Regions from separate parts of the Mus musculus genome. Here all the other regions are linked to region 1. The links are chromatin contacts, called in public HiChIP or PLAC-seq maps. All regions are on one chromosome and are shown on one strand. Each heading gives the region's core, a stretch centred on a gene start, on an enhancer-like site or on the middle of the called end of the contact. The rest is flanking DNA. Distances are from core to core; before and after follow the strand shown. Region 1 holds the start of Tns1 (tensin 1). Region 2 holds the start of Tmem169 (transmembrane protein 169). Region 3 holds the start of Stk16 (serine/threonine kinase 16).

What was found. HiChIP or PLAC-seq counts read pairs in DNA pulled down with a chosen protein or histone mark.
Region 2: a contact with region 1 is called in an H3K4me3 HiChIP or PLAC-seq map of embryonic forebrain, with 5 times the contacts expected there. The contact joins the promoter of Tmem169 here to the promoter of Tns1 in region 1. A contact is called at or near these places in 2 of 39 promoter capture datasets (liver and pre-B cells) and 1 of 115 datasets of contacts at active chromatin or transcription factors (embryonic forebrain).
Region 3: a contact with region 1 is called in an HNF4G HiChIP or PLAC-seq map of pancreatic cancer cells. The contact joins the promoter of Stk16 here to the promoter of Tns1 in region 1. A contact is called at or near these places in 1 of 39 promoter capture datasets (neutrophils) and 1 of 115 datasets of contacts at active chromatin or transcription factors (pancreatic cancer cells).

Annotation. Positions count from the first base shown.
Region 1 is chr1:74,122,441-74,126,325 of GRCm38.p6, forward strand. It overlaps Tns1 (tensin 1), which reads right to left and starts at 2,108. Exons shown (of 33, transcript NM_001289895.2): 1 at 1,852-2,108. The coding sequence starts at 2,007. It overlaps Rufy4 (RUN and FYVE domain containing 4), which reads left to right and starts at 3,101. Exons shown (of 12, transcript NM_001170641.1): 1 at 3,101-3,174.
Region 2 is chr1:72,282,195-72,286,079 of GRCm38.p6, forward strand. Tmem169 (transmembrane protein 169) reads left to right here and starts at 2,179. Exons shown (of 3, transcript NM_175564.4): 1 at 2,179-2,272. Pecr (peroxisomal trans-2-enoyl-CoA reductase) reads right to left here and starts at 2,127. Exons shown (of 8, transcript NM_023523.6): 1 at 1,899-2,127. The coding sequence starts at 2,022. Gm51631 (a long non-coding RNA gene) reads right to left here. Exons shown (of 3, transcript XR_003947863.1): 3 at 2,304-2,554.
Region 3 is chr1:75,208,769-75,212,653 of GRCm38.p6, forward strand. It overlaps Stk16 (serine/threonine kinase 16), which reads left to right and starts at 2,061. Exons shown (of 8, transcript NM_011494.5): 1 at 2,061-2,284; 2 at 2,472-2,646; 3 at 3,157-3,376; 4 at 3,832-3,885. The coding sequence starts at 2,561. Glb1l (galactosidase, beta 1-like) reads right to left here and starts at 1,987. Exons shown (of 17, transcript NM_029010.2): 1 at 1,823-1,987; 2 at 613-735; 3 at 288-454; 4 at 1-69. The coding sequence starts at 672.

The DNA.
Region 1 (3,885 bases), core at 858-3,357:
CCCACTCCTCCTCCCCTGACTCACCCACCTCCAGCGCCCGCCCCTGATTTCCTTCTCAGGTCGCAGCCCCAGTTATTCACCCCTGCCCACTCCCACATGACCAATGGGCATCCCCCCACCATGGCAAGGCTGGCTGCAGAGAGTGTGGGAGGGAGTAAGAGTCCTGAGCCCATAGAGAGACCACAGAAGGGTTGGGGCCATGTCTGAAGAGCAGCAGAATAAAACAGGAAAGTGGATGGTCAGCCTGGAGAGCTCTGCCAAGCAAGAGGTAGGAGCATCAAGGTATGTACAGTGGTGTCTGAGATGCCTCCCAGGGCTCTCTACTCGAATCCCCAACCCCCAGTGAGCAGCTCAGACTTACCCTCAAAGGGATAACCCAGGATCTGAGATAGGGAGAGCTACTGTCTCCTCATCAACCCTGGACATCTTGCAAGGTAGAGGAGTGAGAGGCTCTGAGCTGGGGTGGGGGTTGGAGAGGATATCCTAATGACTTTGGAGGGACAGGAAGCTAAGAGCTCTAGCATGTCACCCCAGTTCTGTGCCCATCACCAGGAACTGGGATACCCAATTCTTACTTCCAGGCTCCCCGAGTCCTCCCCCGGATTATTTCATGAGAATCCAGCTAGGACACCAGCCACTTTGGGACACAGATGACAATTCCGTCCCCAGATCTATCATTCATTGTGACCAGTCACTGTCTACCACCTTGCAGGATAGAGCGTTCCATTTACAAGTTCCCAACCCTGTGCCTCTGCCTGTGGCATATAACCACCAATATGCTCTCATCTGTGCCCTAGTGGTGTAGCCAGTCAAGTGGTGCAGAGGAGAGTCTTGGGCACTTGACGCACTCACAAAAACATGTGCATAAGTACATATTGCCATATCGGCCCGCCTCTGTCCGTATGGAGGTGCCCTGGGATGTGGTTGCAGGATGCACTTGGAGTCAACGCTAACTCTGCTGGCCTCCAGTGGAGAAGGAACTGAAGGGCCCCAGTCTCGCCCAGAACAAAGTCAGCACACCATCCCATGAGACTGCTCCTCCTATCCCGAGAGGGAGACTAGGGTTCTGCAAGGGCTGAACTAGAGATGGCCAGTCCCTGCTGATACAAAACACCATTTTTTTTCCTCTCCAGGAAAATACAGAGCCTATGCAAAGCCCGGGGTGTCCAGCCAGCCTGCTTCCCTGGTCATCACTATTTTTGCTCCTGGTCACTTTTCAGCATCCAGGTTCCAAGACTCACCGAGAAAAGAATAGGAGGGAGGAGAAAGGGGGACTCTACTGGACCCACCCACCTCCTCAGATCCTACTGTGGGCCCTGCTGGCTCTGACAGCCCCGTTCCTCCTGGTAGAAAACACCAAGACAGCCACCATTCTGCCCCCCCCCCCCCCACTCCAAGCTAAGAGGATATTAACCTTTCTCTCCTCACCCCAGCACCCTTGGGTGGTTCCAAATTCTCACTAATAGCCTGCTGCCTCCCTCTCTCTGCCTCTTGCTTTTTCCTCTTTCTTCTTGCTTGTTTTGGGTTTTTTGTCTTACTAGTTTTGGTGTTTGGGAGAGTTTGAGTTGGGGGATTTGGTTGGTTTTAGTTTGTTGGAGAAACGATCTCACTATGCTGGCCTTGGCTTAGAACCTCCCTGCTTCAATTTCTCTAGCAGTGGATCACAGACCTGGCACCAACGTCTCACAGGTATTTGCCCTTCAAGGACACCAGAGGCCCAGGTGTGACCTCCACAGAACTGACTGCAGGGCCCTCCCACTCTCCTACCTACACCTTCCCAGACTCCTTACTGTCCCAGATGGACCGGGCTCTGCCGTGCCCGCTGCCCGCATCCGGCCCACAGCTCCCTACCTGAAGCAGCAGCCGCCTCCTCGGGTCGGGCGCCGCACCCCCGGGCTCACAGCGCTCGGGCCGCGCGGGGCCCGGCGGAGTCCCGGGGGGCTGCGGGCCGCAGGAGGGCAGAGGCTCGAGCGCCTCGCAGCACACCAGGCTCACGGTGCAGCCCATCCGGCCCGGGACCCGGCGGGCCCGGGGCGGGGACGCGGACTACCCGCGAGCCGGCCCGCCCCCCAGCCCCAGCGACCTCTCGGCCCCAGGCGTCTGCGACGTGGGGAAGAAGGGCGACGCCCCCGGCCCGCCCCGTCGGAGTCCGCCTCCGCCTCCGCCACCGCTCTGCCAGGCAGTGGGAGTGCGGGGCCTGGCGAGGGGCGGCGACACGGACGCTGGAGGCAGAAGGCGGGGAGGGGACCCGAGGGCGCGGGAAGGCGGGAGGGGCGGCGGCGGGATCCCCGGGACAGGCTGAACTGGGAACGCAAGAGAGCGACGCCGTGACTAGTGAGCGACTGAGAGACTGACACCAGAGAAGGGATCTGAAGGGACAGAGACGGTGGCATGGAGGACGAGGGGAGCGCCGGGGTTAGATCTGGCTCTGCACCGGGCAGAAGGGCGGGACATGGAGCAGAGAACAGCACGTTTGGGGATCGCTCTGAGCCCTACTTACAAGTAGTTCCTCGAGCTCGTAAAAGTAGTTCTAGAAGTCCCTAACCCTTGGTTTTAAGTGACATGCCAGCCTGGCCTAGAAAAAGGATGACCCCAGCACCAGGAAGTTGAACGAGAGCAGCGGGAAAGACCACCCTACACCGAGCAGCCCACCTGGCGTTTCCATCCCCGGGAAGTGGGTACCAGGGCTGGAAGGAAGGCACCCCAACACTGACTGGGATCCCGCAGCTGGCTGGGGTAAGAGGAGGGAGAAAGACACTTGGTGGCCGTTTGCCCCTTCTCCCCACCTGTGTCACTTTCAGTCCAGTGACAGAAGAGACAACTCGAGAAAAGGAGCCCACTAGCGCTTCTGTCAGCCCCTTTCCGCCATCTACTGGCAACAAGACAGAAAGACAGGAGCAGGTGCCCGGGAAAGGAAGCCCCTGCCGGTGTTGTGTTTTGCCACCAACTGGCCTCATGCCAGATGACTTTGAGGAAGCCACCCATTCTGCCTCAGTGCCCTGATCTTTCTCTACCACTTCTCCCTGGCCAGGGTTGGTCCAGCCCCCTTCAGGCTGGGCTGAGTCACTCCCCAGGCAGGAGAGCTGGAAAAGACTGTGCAGAGCCCACAGTCACAAGGGACATACTCAGGCTACAGAATCCTGCCCACATCCCAAACAGACAAGCTTTTCTCAGGTGAGCACGGGAGTCCCTGGGCTTGGGGATTAGGTAGAGAGACCCTAGAAAAGGTCTGTAGAGAACTTCTTTTTTGTTTGTTTTTTGTTTTTTGTTTTTTTGAGACAGGGTTTCTCTGTATAGCCCTGGCTGTCCTGGAGCTTACTTTGTAGCCCAGGCTGGCCTCGAACTCAGAAATCCGCCTGCCTCTGCCTCTCCAGTGCTGGGATTAAAGGCGTGCGCCACCACGCCCAGCTTGTAGAGAACTTCTGTCTAACCCTTGGTGTACAGGTCAGGAAAGTGGAGCCTAAGAAAGGGTGACCAGTCCAGGACGGGACCTTTATCTTCTGACTCCCGATCCTGGGCCCCATGCACTGCTGTCCTAGCCTTTCTTTTCTTCTTTTCCCTTTCTTCCCCCCATGATCCACTGCTACAGGATCATGCCAGAGCTACCCTGCCCACAAACTCCAGCACTCCTGCCTGGGAAGCTGGACACCTGGCCTGGCTTTTGATGCCAGGATCTCAGCCTAAGCTCATTCAACATCCTTCAAGGGCAACAGTATCCCTCTCTGAGCCCCAGGACCCTTGAGAGACAGAAGTAGAGTTCTACGAGAGAGGGTGGTGGGATTCAAACCAGGCACCCTGCTCCCCACACCGAACATTGGTTCAGTCCCAATGTTGCACCCTCTGTCTACTTCTGCATGCTTTCCCAGAGAACATACATTTTCCACT
Region 2 (3,885 bases), core at 929-3,428, 1.8 Mb before region 1:
TACTGTCCAATTTGGGTTGACATAACAACAGAAAACAGCCATTAATTCTGGCGTTAGCAAAAAAACAACAACAAAGACTGAAAAAGCCATAGGAGAGAGTATTTCACATACTTGGTGCTGGAGAGATAGCCCGGAGCTTAAGAGAGCTTGTGCTTCTCTTGCAGAGGGCATGAGCTTGGCTCTCACCACGCACACTGGGTGGCTCACACTCCAGTTCCAGGGGATCTGCCACTTCCAGCCTTCATGGGCACCTGTACTCCCACTCACAGGCCCTCCTCTGCCTCCCAATACACATATATAATTAAAAATACAACAAAACTTTAAAAGAACTTTTTTTCCCATATTCTCTCATGGAAGGCAATCCAATGATAAATACAGCAGTACAATGTTCACTTCTCTTTTAGGTGTAGGAAGTATTTCCCTAGGGACATACCCCAGGACTCTCACAGCATCTCCAGGGCTGAGTGGCCTTATATTTACAGTCATGCCACAATACTCTGTTGGCCGACCCCAGAACTGGTGTAGTGTTTGCCCAATGCAAACTTACTCAAAAAGAGGTTCAACAACTAGCAATCCACAGAAGAGGAACCAAGGTTCTGCAAATTTGCTGACAGAGGCCAAGATCCTGACCTTTGTACTAAACAGGTACTGGTTGATTTTTTTTTTTTTTTAATAATTCCTCCTCCCAGGGGAAGTTTCCTGGTGGAAGACAGGCTGGAAGTAATGGTAAAGTGCAAACTGCAATACTGTCTTGTTTTTTTTTTTTGCAGTGTACTGCTGATAAGATAAAGTCAATCATTTCTCCATGTATTTATTTCTTGTGTTAGTTCAGCATGGAATGTCAAGGCCAAATCATTTCTCATTTGTTCCACTTGATGTCAGATTTTTAAAAATCTACTTGTCAGGGCTGGAGAGACGGCTCAGCAGATAAGAGATCTGTCTGCTCTTCCAGAGGTCCTGAGTTCAATTTCCAGCAACCATATGGTAGCTCACAACCATCTGTAATGGGATCTGATACTGTCTTCTGGTGTGTCTGAAGACAGCTACAGTGTACTCATATACATAAAATAAAATTTTAAAAATCTTTAAAAAAAATCTACTTGTCAAAGCTCTTTGCACAATACAAGCGTCGTGTTGGAAATACTTTTCAAATATGCCTTTATAAACTTTGCACTCTTCCTTCTTACCCACATCTTCGAGGCAGGGTTTCTTTGTGAAACCTCGACTGACTTGGACCTCGATCTGTAGACCAGGCTAGCCTGAAACTCACAGAGATCCACCTGTCTCTGCCTCTTGAGTGCTGGAATTAAAGTCATATGTCACCACCACCTGGGAACAGTTTGCTTTGGGTTAAGAGTAAACCCAAAACCCGGACATGGTGGCGCACGCCTTTAATCCCAGCACTCGGGAGGCAGAGGCAGGCGGATTTCTGAGTTCGAGGCCAGCTGGTCTACAAAGTGAATTCCAGGACAGCCTGGGCTAATAAAAAGAAACCCTGTCTAGAAAAAAACAAAAAAAACAAAACAAAATAACAAAAAAAAGTAAACCCAAAGAAGATGCACATTCTCACATATTTAAATATTAAATGTAACTATTTTCTTCTTGATGGCTTCCTTGTGCGTGTGTTTACGTGATCATTCTAAGTTTAATAACTTTTCCTTTTTCTTGCTTTTAGCACAGGGGACGTGAGAAGAAAATCTGATCAGGGCCTCTCAACATTTCTCGGCTATTCGGAATAAAACCTCTGTTATTTCGTTTTCCCTCATTGCTCAGCTCTGCAGACCGGAGCTTTGCAACCTCTTCCCGGTCCGCCAGCACTCCCCTCTGTCTCTGAACCCAGTTTACCCGAGCTGGACCTCTGCGGACACTAGCCCAGCCCCAGAGGCCTGCTCACGTACCCAGGTGCAGGAGCTCCCGGGAGACGGCTTTTCCAATGCCTGTGCCCCCGCCGGTGACCACGGCCACTTGGTTCTTCAGCAACCCGGCCGCTAGGTAGCTCTGACCAGTCTTCCAAGAGCCCATGGCCACAAAGTGTCTGTCTCTGAGTTCTTGCTAAAGCTAGACCACGTGTTCCTCAGAAGTAGCTCTATTAGTAGCAGTCCTTGGCCACGTAACCAAACAGACCCCGCCCCTAAGTCCGCGTGGTCCCGCCTCAGGCCCCGCCCAGGCCCCGCCTTCGCGGCGCGCTAGGCCTCCTCCCAGAGCTGGACCGCTCCTGGCGGCCGCCCGCAGCCGTCTGCATCCTCAGCTTCCCTCCTGGGTCCCAGTGAAGGTGTGGGTGAGACTCCTCGTTCGATTTTTTTCATATTTATTTTTAAATGTCGGTGACATTGGGGGGAAACGACAGAGGAATGAAAAGAGAGTGAGAAAGAACGAAATGGGAAGGATATTTTCTGTTCTGAAAATCCAATCCTTGGGGCCATAGCTCCCACCGTTAATTAAAATTACATCTCCAGAGCATCTGTGTAGAGAAAGGCTGCAGGTCTGGGCCCTCGCAGTACCGATCTGCAACAGACATCTGGCTGTCTGGGCTTCAGCAGCTGTGTGCAGAGGGCTAGGAAGTGGGGAAAGGCTTAGGTTAGCTGAAGGGAAGCCATCCAGGTCCCAGATCCCTTCTTCTTCAGGGAGGGAGTCGAAAGGGAGGAGGGGGTGGGGCAGGAGAGGGCACACAGTTGCAGTTATCCACAGAGCCTAAATAATGAATGATTAAACAAAATGATTTTAGGCCACCCTCACCTCATTCTCAGTGCCCCACCCAGAAATGAAAAAAAAAAGCACCCTTCCATAGATTTGAGACCTGGTCCGTTTCATCTGGGTTATATAGCAGCAGATAAAGATGAATCGTTGCATGGTTCTTGTAAGATTCATTTCTAGGTTTATGGTTTTGGAACCTGCCTTTTAGCTCCTACCTTCAGCAAGGAACTTATCAGCTCCCAGTTGGTTCCAAGGAACAATTTATTGTTCACATTCTGTTTGTTTTGAATTAATTATTATTATTAATTTTTTTTTGAGACAAGGTCTCTCTCTCTATAGCCCTGGCTGTCCTGGAACTCACTATGTAGATCAGGTTGGCCTGGAACTTAAGAGATTCCCCCTGCCTCTGCCTACTGAATGCTGGGATTAAAGGCATGGGATACCATGCCCTGCCCTTCTGTTTGTTCATTTAAAAATTAACATTACATATGTGTGTGTGTGTGTGTGTGTGTGTGTGTGTGTGTGTGTGAGAAGACGAATTGCAGGAGTCAGTTCTCTTCTTGTACCGTATGGGTGCCACCAGGGATTGAACCCCATCATCAAGCGCAGCAGCAGCAGCCTTGCCCTCTTAGCTCTTTTCTGTTTATCTCTTTCCTTATGTCGGACTATGCTAGGTCATTGGTCTTAATCCAGGACAACAGTCTTTCTAACTTTGCCGGGGGTGCTCTGTTTTCCCTTTTCCAGTCAACAAATGCCATTTGTGTCTGTTTGGGGAGGTGGCGGTTGGAGCCACTACTTAAAAAATTCACAGAGAGAAGTGAAGTTAGACACTGGGTCTCTCGCACCAGCCAGACTGCAGTTCTGAGAGCACCTCTAGGCCCTCCACCTCCCTGGCCTTCTCTGACCTCTTTTTAGAAGCACTTCCCTCTCCAGCTTAGCTGCTGATGGATTCCAACCAGCACGCAGAAAGGAAGAGCTAAAGCTCTCTGGCTGTTTTTGTCTGGGAAGTCCATCAAGAGCTCTGGTAGCCGTCTGTTTATGTCAGTTATGTGATCATGAACACATTAAAAAATGGCACCACTGTAACCTCTTTTTAAAAATAATTCTTTTGTGTGTGTGTGTGTGTGTGTGTGTGTGTGTGTGGTGTATTTGTGTGTGTATGTGTGTTCCTGTTGAAGCCAGAGGAGATTG
Region 3 (3,885 bases), core at 811-3,310, 1.1 Mb after region 1:
ATGAGGTCCCGGCTGCCATTAAAGTTATAGATCCCAGGCTCTGGCTCATGGTAGTTCCAAGGCACATAACTGAGAAAGGAAGATGTTAACAAGACCCAAAGGTTCCCTAGGAGACTCAGAACTTGCAGAGAAGCAGCTAGAAAGAGGTTCTGAGCCATTCTTTCTCACCCTTGCCTGAGGAGTCCTGGAGCTTAAACCCTTTCAAACCCAAGTCAGTTTTCCTGGGGAACCCCATTCTAAGGAAGAGGAAACCTCGCTTCCACAAAACTCTCGCGAGCACTTCTTACAACTGCACAGCGTTGAGGCCGCTCAACTGCATCTTGAGAAGCCGGTCGGCCCACAGAACCGGCGGTACTCGAAAGTAGTGCAGGCTGCCAGAAACATAGCGGAAGGGGACCCCATCCAGGAGGAATCTGTCATGTTCCCGATCCACAACGAAGGAGCGAGCTTCTGCCTGCAAGGGCGAAAGCCTGGCTCAGCAGAGGTCCGGAGTAAGGATCAGTGTCGGCCAAGTTTTAAAACTGGCCTTGTCGGTAGTTAACCATTTCTCCACTGCGGGATCCGTTTTCCTCTCCCCACACCCAGGCAGACAGTCCGACCCTTTGGGTTTACCTGGGACAGCAGCAGTAGGACCACAAGCCGCAGCAGCAGGGAAGGCAGGTCGGGTGGCATCTTCTGAGCTTACAAAGTTCTTCTATTCGGTGAGGGCTTTCCCACCCGTCACGTGTTGGATTCCTGGGAGGGAATCCGACATCAAGCAAAGGGGCGGAGACCACCTCAACTTTTCAGGCCGTTAACCCGGACTTTGCCTGTAGCCATCCACGGTCCACTAGTTTGTAAAATATTACTTCTCGAAGTGCTGAACCCGAATCAGTTCCATTAGCATCACCTGGGAGCTTGTTAGAAACGCAGAATCTCGGGTCCTACCCCAGACCTCTAGAATTAGAGTCTGTGCTTTAACAAACCTGCTCTTCTAAACTGAACTCTCGGAGGGCTGACAGGGTGTCTTAAATCTTCATGACTAGCAAAGGATCCGGCACATATCAGGTTAAATCTATATGCACGGGAGCAGTAAGGTTAAAACGGATTCAGAAACAGTGGAAAAACCTAGAAAATCTTCAGAGTGATCATGCTGTGGAAAGGGGTTACAAGAAGCCTGTCCTGGTCACTATCTTTTTTGGAGGTACACCCCTTTCCAATATATTCTGCCTGTCTAGGCAAGAGATGTGAAACAAACTGCATAGTTCATAGGCTTAGAAGTCTAATTTTCCACTTCTCCTGCCTTCACAGCCGTAGAAAATACTATTATTTCTGTTTATTGACACACATTGATATACGGCTGTTTCCAAAGTTGTACGAAAGACAACTCATTTAATTTTGAAACAACCCATGAAATAACTCTCATTCTCATCTTACACACGAGGAAAATGAAGGTTAGAAATAACAAGTAGCTGTCCAAAGTCACAACTAGCTCAGTAGAGCTGGGATTGGAACTAGTCAGTTTGGCCTCATAACTCACGACACTTAGCCGTAGGTACTGTCTTACAGCTGGGAAAAGTGAGGATCTGAAAGACTAAATAACTTGCAGGAGGCCACACAGCTAGGAGACTGTTAGGACCAGGTTTAGAAACGGGCACTCTAGTTTAAGGACACAGACACTAGCCAAGGCAGTGGAGTACAGGCTAGACCCCTGAGAGTGTTAAGGGGTCAGACCTCTTGGCATCTAAGGGTCAGCACCCGCCCTTCTCTGGTCCCTCCTCCAAGCTAGATTGTAGAAAGCCACTTTCTAACTCCAGCGCGCGGGAGCTATAAGACCTCCTACCTCTGACATTGGGAGACAGAGGTCCTAGGGGCCTCGGGCAGAGCCCTGCTTTGCTCCCCTTTGGTACTAGTCCCTGCGTCTTGACCCTTACTGAGGGCCAAGTGGGAACCCTCGGCGAGATAGAGAAACCAATACACCCCAGGTCTAGCCGGGCCCCAGCCTCTCACTTCCGGGTCCCCACATCCTCTTGCCGCCTCTTGTTGCTAGGATACAGCGGGCCGTTACTTCGACGCGGACTGATGATGTCATCCGGGCTTCCGGTCCCTGGCCCTTCGCACAGGCCGGAGACCGGTCGGTGTGGAGTTTGTAGTGGCAGACCCTGTGCTCGTTCCCGAGCGACGGAGGGTGGACTCGGCCAGAGGTGGGCTCGAGCCCCGCACCTCCTGCGCCGCCACCCCATGCCTGACGGGTGCGAGAGCTGGACCTGGCCGAAGGTGGGCCGGGGTTGAAAGAAGCGGCCTGGTAAGACGCAGCGTGGCCTGAGGCTTTGGGGTGCCAGAACTCAGCCTTCTTAGCGCTGGAGTCGCCAGGGCCAGTTTTCTTTAGACGTGAATATGGGTTCTTGGAGGTGAGCCTGAGCTCTCCTGGTTGGTACCTCCGTGGCTGTCTAGATTGTTCTTGAACCCGCGACTTGCTGTTTCCATTCCAGCATGACCCGCCGGGACCCCACCGCATCGCCTGGAAGAGCCCACTCTCCCTGGAAGGAAGACCATCCCTGAAGAGGATGACTGAGACGTTATGGGCCACGCACTGTGTGTCTGCTCCCGGGGAACTGTCATCATTGACAATAAGCGTTACCTCTTCGTCCAGAAATTGGGGGAAGGGTGAGTGTTTGGACGTCACTTAGCTAGACCCAGGTCGTTTAGAGACAGTGATAGAGTTGCAAGAGTGTTAGCCTTAGAGTCTACCCCACCTGACCGGTTAGCTGAACGGGTCAAGAAGTGGATTCTAGACTCTGGCCTCCTGGATCTACCTTGTGTGACCTTAAGTCAACTGTGGTTTCTTCTGCTTAAAAGGAGATGATTATAATGTCTCGCTGAGGGACTTGTGGAAACTCAGTGAGATAGTATATTCTTTAAAGCATGTCACCCAGTGCCTGACTCATGAGGACTTGAAATTAATTGAACACATTATGCTCAGACCAAAACCTCAGTGATTTCTGTGCCCCTGCTCTCGGGAAACGCAGATCCTAATGTCTTGAAACTATATGAGAGCTACATCTTGGGAGTGTTTCCACTCTGTGTAAGAGGCACTCCTCCCTAAGGGAATTCCTCTGGGTCCGAGCTATGTGAGAGATGACCATGGTCCTTCACTGTGACCCCTTTGGCCCACAGTGGATTCAGCTATGTGGACCTAGTGGAGGGCTTGCATGATGGACACTTCTACGCCCTGAAGCGGATCCTGTGCCATGAGCAGCAAGACCAGGAAGAAGCCCAACGAGAGGCAGAGATGCATCGCCTCTTCCAGCATCCCAACATCCTTCGCCTCATGGCTTACTCTCTGAAAGAACGAGGTGCTAAGCATGAAGCCTGGCTGCTGCTGCCCTTCTTCAAGGTCAGAGAAGCCTGTACTTACAGAGGGGATTGTAACATTGTGCAACCCCACCAGAGGCTCTGGGCAGGCAAACATAAACATTCTAGGAGCACATGCCCTGGTTTGGCCTTTTGTTTGTTTGTTTGTTTATTTGAGACAGGGTTTCTCTGTATAGCCCTAGCTGTCCTGGAACTCACTCTGTAGACCAGGCTGGCCTCGAACTCAGAAATCCGCCTGCTTCTGCCTCCCAAGTGCTGGGATTAAAGGCATGCGCCACCACTGCCTGGCTAGTTTTGGCCATTCTTAAGTTGGGGCTCAGAGGACTATAGGGTCCCCTGTGAACTTGACATCACACAAAGCCCCCAAAGGATCAGGAAGAGTGGCTATGGTAAAAGGGTGGGCAGACAGATACAAAATAGAGTCCTGGGAAGTAGAGGCTTGAAAAATGTCTCAGCACAGGGAAACTTGTATTGTAGAAAGGTACACTGTGGAATGAGATAGAAAGGCTGAAGGACCAAGGCAGCTTCCTG